Regions from separate parts of the Hordeum vulgare genome. Here region 1 is linked to region 2. The links are chromatin contacts, called in public Hi-C maps. All regions are on one chromosome and are shown on one strand. Each heading gives the region's core, a stretch centred on a gene start, on an enhancer-like site or on the middle of the called end of the contact. The rest is flanking DNA. Distances are from core to core; before and after follow the strand shown.

Region 1 (3,123 bases), core at 291-2,790, 320 kb before region 2:
GAACATACATGTCATCACGGTGGCAGCCGCGGCCTCACTGCCTTCCTCGTTCACCTCGATGACGGCCTGGTGAATCACGTCCTGCAGTGCCAGCCCCGCGCCGTCGTCCGCCATGCCCGACATGTCGGCCTTCCCAGGCTCGAAAGCAACCTTGAGCCCCATGTCCCGGAGAATGTTATTCATCGTCATGCGGAAGTTGACCTTGAATTTAGGCAGCCGGAAGTCGCCGACCTCGACGTCGCTCGTCGGCAGGTGCTTGAGCAAAAAGTCGGGGTCGCTGGCGATCTTGCCGGTGAGCCACCATAGCCCATCACGCGCGTCCGGGAGGAAGACGCACATCGAGTAGATCGGCCCCGACAAGGGGCGTCCTTGCTCGTAGCGGAGCTGGAGCACCTTGAAGCCGTCATGGCACGCGATTCTGTGGTCGCCGATGCCGCGCATGAAGGGCGAGTAGACGGATGTGTCGTCGAGGCGGTGGAACTTGCCGGCCTTGGTGCGCCCTTTGTTGAATCGCTTGTTCCACTTGCCCTTGAAGTAGATGGCATTGGCGAGTAGCAGGGTGGTGCGGTGGCACAACGTGCCTGGGCTGAGGATGGATGGGATGAGGTTGTTGGTCGATGCGGCGATCCATGCGTTGATCTGCTGCCTTGCCTCCTCCGGCTGCACGTACCACCACAACCAAGGATACATAGTTAATAACGACGTATCTGTAGTACATACTCCCTCCGTCAGTGCATGAAAATTCTTTAGAAATCTAGGAGTAGGTGAAATGAGTGATCACCTTGTCAAGAAAGTTGACGGCGCGAGTGACGGCCTTGTACGACTCGGTGGCGACGTGACGGTAGGCTGAGCGGAGGGGCATGGTGGTGTCGTGCCACACGCCGCATGCGAAGCTGATGCGCGGGCCACCCCTTTGGGACCGGTCGGCGAGGGCCTGCTCGGCCAGCGCGCAGACATGGCCGGCGAGGAGGTCCGGCGAAGGAGCGCCGAGGATGGCCAGCAGCTCCTCGAGGGTGCGTCCTCGTGCGCCGGCAGCCCCCAGCGAGAGGGCCACGTAGACAGACAACGGCGAGAAGGCCAGGTTGTGGCTCCTGCCGGCGTTGAGGTCACAGAGGCGCTTGTTTAGGCCGAGGGCGAACGCCTGCAGGCCGTCGTGGGCGGCGGCATGATCGGCCTCGTCCCATCGAGCGGCCGAGGCCGCTGCCTCCGCCTCCGCTGCCTTCAACGCCGCTGCCTCCGCCCGTTGGGCTGCGTAATCGGGCTCCATCAGGCCGAGCCTCCGGGCTATGGCGTGGTAATCGTCGTCGGCGCCCGGGCAGAGCATCTCGAAGCAGCGGATGGCCAACTCCTTGACTGATTCCATCTTTAGTTTGTCTTTGCGTTGATGCTTCTCTCTTGAGTTTTGATTTGATGATGCGAATTTGTATGGAGCGAATTTGCCTTGGACGTTCACACGGAAATTGATTAGTGAAGGCAGCTTATACAAGGGAGGAGGAAGCAAGCAGCGTTCCCACACCACACCCACCATCATCTTCCTTCCTGTGGCACCCACACCCACACCCACACCCACCCACCCACCTCTCATAACTGTTGCCAACAGCGCCGGTGATGGATGCCGCCTGCTTGCCTTCTTGCCGGTGGCCGATGCCGCGTGCCTTAGCTGCGAATGTGGGGCTGACTGAGTCGCAGCACATCAGGTACTTGCATATTAAAAGTGGGAAACAGGTCATTAGTCCCGGTTTTAAAGGATCTTTAGGCCCTATTGAAAAGCCAAGACTAAACAATCGGGATAAAATGTCGAAATTTTTAGTTCGGTTGTGTTACAAACTGGACATAATAGTGCTTCACGTGGCTGTTTTGGGATGCTAGGGACGAGACCTTTAGTTCTGGTTTTCCAACCAGGACTAAACAATCGGAACAAAATGTCAAAATTTTTAGTCCAATTGTGTTATAAACCTGGCCTAACAGTGCTTCACGTGGCAGTTTTGGGGTGTCAAGGACGGGGATCTTTAGTTTCGGTTGGTGACACCAATCGAGACTAAAAGACGGCCACACGTCAACAGCTGCCAGACGTTTTTTTTAAAGAGGGGTTTCTGGAGGGTTTCGGGGTTTCATATTGTGTTTCCCTTTTTTATTTTTGTGTTCATCATCTTTGCTTCCTTACGCTTGTTGATATTTTCGGTCGGTGTCAACTAGACGCTAGCTAGTACGTATATATAACAATGAAGAAAGCATTACACGACATCGTATTACTCCCCATCATTGTACATACTAGTTAAAAAGCTCTTCATCATTTTAGGTAAAATAGCATAAAAAGATGAACTCCTCAGGTTGTTATCATACAACAAGTGACCAAGTTATCACAAGGTTGAAACAGTAACTACTGCTCTCTCCTAGGTAAAAAAGTATAATAAAGGCGAACTCCTACACCTTCATATTGAAGAACAGAGATCAACCTATCTTCAACTTTTGGGATGCGCAAATATTCCTCTCCAAATGGTATCGTGGATGCTTGTATTGCATTTCTCCATCCTTTGATTTTCAGAGTGTCTTCACATTGAGATATCCTGTATTTACCACGGTAAATAATCGGAGTTGGCCGTAAGCTAACCATTTGCAAAACGCCGATGGTAAACATCCATTTAGACACAGTCTCTGGTGGGAGTACGTGTTGAAAGACATTAGTAATAATAATATAATTAGCAAACTAGTTTGCTTAAAAACAATGTATAAAAAAGATGGATTAGGGACGCAATGGTAGAAAAAATCTTACAAAGTTGTCTGAATTGATGTTATAAGGGCTCAACTGGTGCACTAGTGGCACATATCAATGATAAACGTTGCCATTCATGTAGTTTTTAGCATTATAGTCAACATCATGAATAAATAAGATGAGATAATGTTTCTCGAGTTAAATGCATGAACGGTCCTCAAAGTTTACGAGATGTGTCAAGTTGGTCCCAAATCTATGGAAATGCACGTCTGGGTCCTAAATGTTACGTAAGTGATTCATTCTAGGTCCTTTTCTCGTCTGGGTCGTGGATATTTGCATCTGAACCCTTATAAATACTCTGTCTTTCTATTCCCAGTCCCTAGGTTTGCTCTCCCCCAGCTCTCTTCTCC
Region 2 (3,032 bases), core at 266-2,765:
GTGAAGAATGATTGAAGCGGCTTACCTCGTTGGAGGTGGTGCGTATGTGCTTATTTAGGCAGGGGGCTTATCCCTGAGATAAATATACAAGTTGTCGGTATTACATCTTGTGAATCAAGTCAACTATGATATAGAGATAAGGCCTATGGTTACATGCGGTTAACATGAATAACAACTCCTGGCCGGCGTTAAGCCGCCTTAAGATCGATATGAAACTCTTGATGCCCATCGCGTCGATTTGGGCCCCAGCTCGGCGCCGGTTACTTCGCCGCCGCCCGACCTAGAGGGAGCTCCGTGTGGCCAAGGCAAAGGCTAGGAGCACACACAGACCAGCAACTGTCTGCACGTGCCGGCCAACAAACGAGGGCCACGACACCCTACCCGAGCGAAGGGGACGACAACCGATCTAGACGCGAGCGAGGGTGTTGCACGGCGACGAGATTGCCTGCACATTTACTACTCATATTCCCGGCATGGAGAGTGGAACGTGGCGGCCATCCTGTCCTCTTCAGCGTCGTGGGCGCCGGACGTACTAGCCGTGAGAGGAGCAACATCTATCTATCTATACATTTTTTCTTTGACGTCTGATTCGTAGAAAACTGACAACATATCAGCAGGGGGGCAACTTGCCAGGACTGTTGCAGCTGACATCTATTACCCTCCTTTCACGACTGCAGAGTGTGAAAAACAAGCGACAAAGACTTTGCCATGTGTCTAACAGAAAGCTGACGGCAAATTAGCTCTTTTTCTATTTACAATTTGCAAGTCTTTGTCATCTGTTTTTCAGCCTTTGCCGTTTGTTTGAGGTTGACGGAAAATTTACTAACTCCTGTGGCGATTCCTTTGACGCCTTGTGTGTCCGTGGTATGCCGTCCAATTTGTTGTGCTTTCACTTTCTAGCATTTTTAGGCCATTGAGCAGGGCCCACAAGAGACTGTTATCGGGCATCCACTTGTAGCTAAAGGAGTAATATATTTTCCATACCGGTCGTTTTTAAAATATTTAAAAAAAATGTTCGACGTAGCCCGAGCATCAAAGCGCGTCACTCAATTTAATTTCACTAATACTTTCCTTATGTACCATTTTCTATGTTCGTACCCACATAGGTGTCATAATCTAAAGTGGTGATCATACCTGCAAGGATTCAAAAACCATGAACTAAGGTACTAACCGGAACGGCGGATGCCAGAGGCGAATCCACCAGCTCACCGTGAAGAAATAGGGGAGGAAAAGCTAAAGAGGTGATAGCACTAATATTTTCCATAGCGGTCGTTTTCAATGCTCACCCACATAATGTGTTATAATCTAATGCAGTGATCACCATGTGATTTGTATGATGCTCTTCTGCTTATTGCTGGATAAAAATAAAATATGTGAAGCGCGGTTCGCGTGGTTAGCCAACTTGTGAACTGGGCGAGTGGCAGGTGAAAACGTGGTTCGCGTGGTCAGCGCAGATCATCATGTATAAATACGTACTACAACACATGATGGCACTCATCTCCACACAACTAAGCCAACAATGTGGTTCTCTGCATTGCTGGCTTGTATAGTAGCTGTGATCACCGTTCATGTAGTGCACATCCTGCACAAACACAACAAAAAGAGAGTTTCTCCTACTTGGCCTCCCGGCCCTGCCGGCTACCCCATCCTCGGCAACCTTCTCTATGTCATTGGCCCGCTCCGCAACAACCCGCACTCCGCGCTCGCCTCCCTCGCTCAAACCTATGGACCCGTCTTGTCCCTCCGCCTCGGTCTGACCCGCACCATCGTCGTGGTGTCCTCAGCCGCTGCGGCTCACGAGGCCCTTGCCAAAAATGATGCAGCACTCGCGTCCAGGCTTGTGCCGGACACCGTTCATGCCATGTCGTATGGCGCGACGTCCATGGTCTTCCTTCCAAGCTCCAACCCATTGTGGAAGCAAGACCGCACCATCATGGGCGCCCGCTTCTCCTCTGGCCGGGGCTTGGATACAATCCGGCCCATCTTGGAATGCCATGCCGGGCATCTCACCGAGCACTTAAGGGCATGCTCTGGCACTGGCACGCCGGTCGTAATCAGGGAGGCCGTGAACCGCACGGTGCTCAATGTCATATCCAACATCCTCTTTTCTGAGGATGTGGTGGACTTGTGCATGCCGGGGCCCCAACCTTTTAGGGGACTCATAGTGCCGGTTTTAGAGGAGTGGTCAAAATCCAACGTCTCCGACGCCTTCCCCTTCCTTGCACCAATTGACCACCTCCTTGGCTCGCGCCGCCGCATTTCCATACATCTCGCCAAACTCTTCAAGTTCTTTCACCAAGAGATCATTCAGCGCCGGTTAGCTAGAACTAGCACCGGCGGTAAGAACACCAACGACGTCTTGGACATTCTCCTCATGCGACATGCCATGTCCAAGCTCACGCGCCAAGAAATAGTCACGTTCCTAACAGTACGTATGTTCATTGTGTACCTTTTCCGTTTGCATATATTGTATGCATGTCGAATGTTCATTTGTTTTATTTCTGTACAGGATATGTTCATCGCGGCAAGTGACACGAGCACAGTTACTGTGCAGTGGGCTATGGCGCAGCTACTGCGCCACCCAGAGAAGATGGACAAGGTGCGAAACGAGCTCTCAGCATGCCTTGCAGTTGGGTCCAGTGATTTTGTTAAGGAGAGCGACCTCGACAACCTTCCCTACCTCCACGCCGTGGTGAAGGAGACATTGCGGCTGCACCCAGCAGTACCATTGATACCACGGGAGGTGGCTGCCGACGGAGTCTCACTGGGTGGATTCCCCATCCCGATCGGAACAGGTGTCGTTGTCAACTTGTGGGCAATCGGAAGAGACCCTGCGATGTGGCCTCAACCTGACAAGTTCGTGCCTGAAAGGTTCCTGGCTGTAGGTGCAGGTGAGGCCGTGCACTTTCAAGGCAAGGGCGACAATACCTATAGGCCATTCGGCGCCGGACGGAGGGTCTGCCCTGGAATGGACTACGCTCTGCGATCGGTTCCGCTATTGCTAGCCTCACTTGTCCACAAAATGGAATGGA

The links. Hi-C and Micro-C count contacts between places; a contact is called where the count stands out from the background.
Region 1: a Hi-C map of leaf shows a contact between it and region 2, with 8 times the contacts expected there. The contact joins the promoter of LOC123429020 here to the promoter of LOC123429018 in region 2.

Annotation. Positions count from the first base shown.
Region 1 is chr2H:2,258,688-2,261,810 of MorexV3_pseudomolecules_assembly, reverse strand. LOC123429020 (serpin-Z2A-like) reads right to left here and starts at 1,540. Exons shown (of 2, transcript XM_045113090.1): 1 at 782-1,540; 2 at 1-660. The coding sequence starts at 1,531.
Region 2 is chr2H:1,934,535-1,937,566 of MorexV3_pseudomolecules_assembly, reverse strand. LOC123429018 (cytochrome P450 76M5-like) reads left to right here and starts at 1,515. Exons shown (of 2, transcript XM_045113088.1): 1 at 1,515-2,428; 2 at 2,510-3,032. The coding sequence starts at 1,520.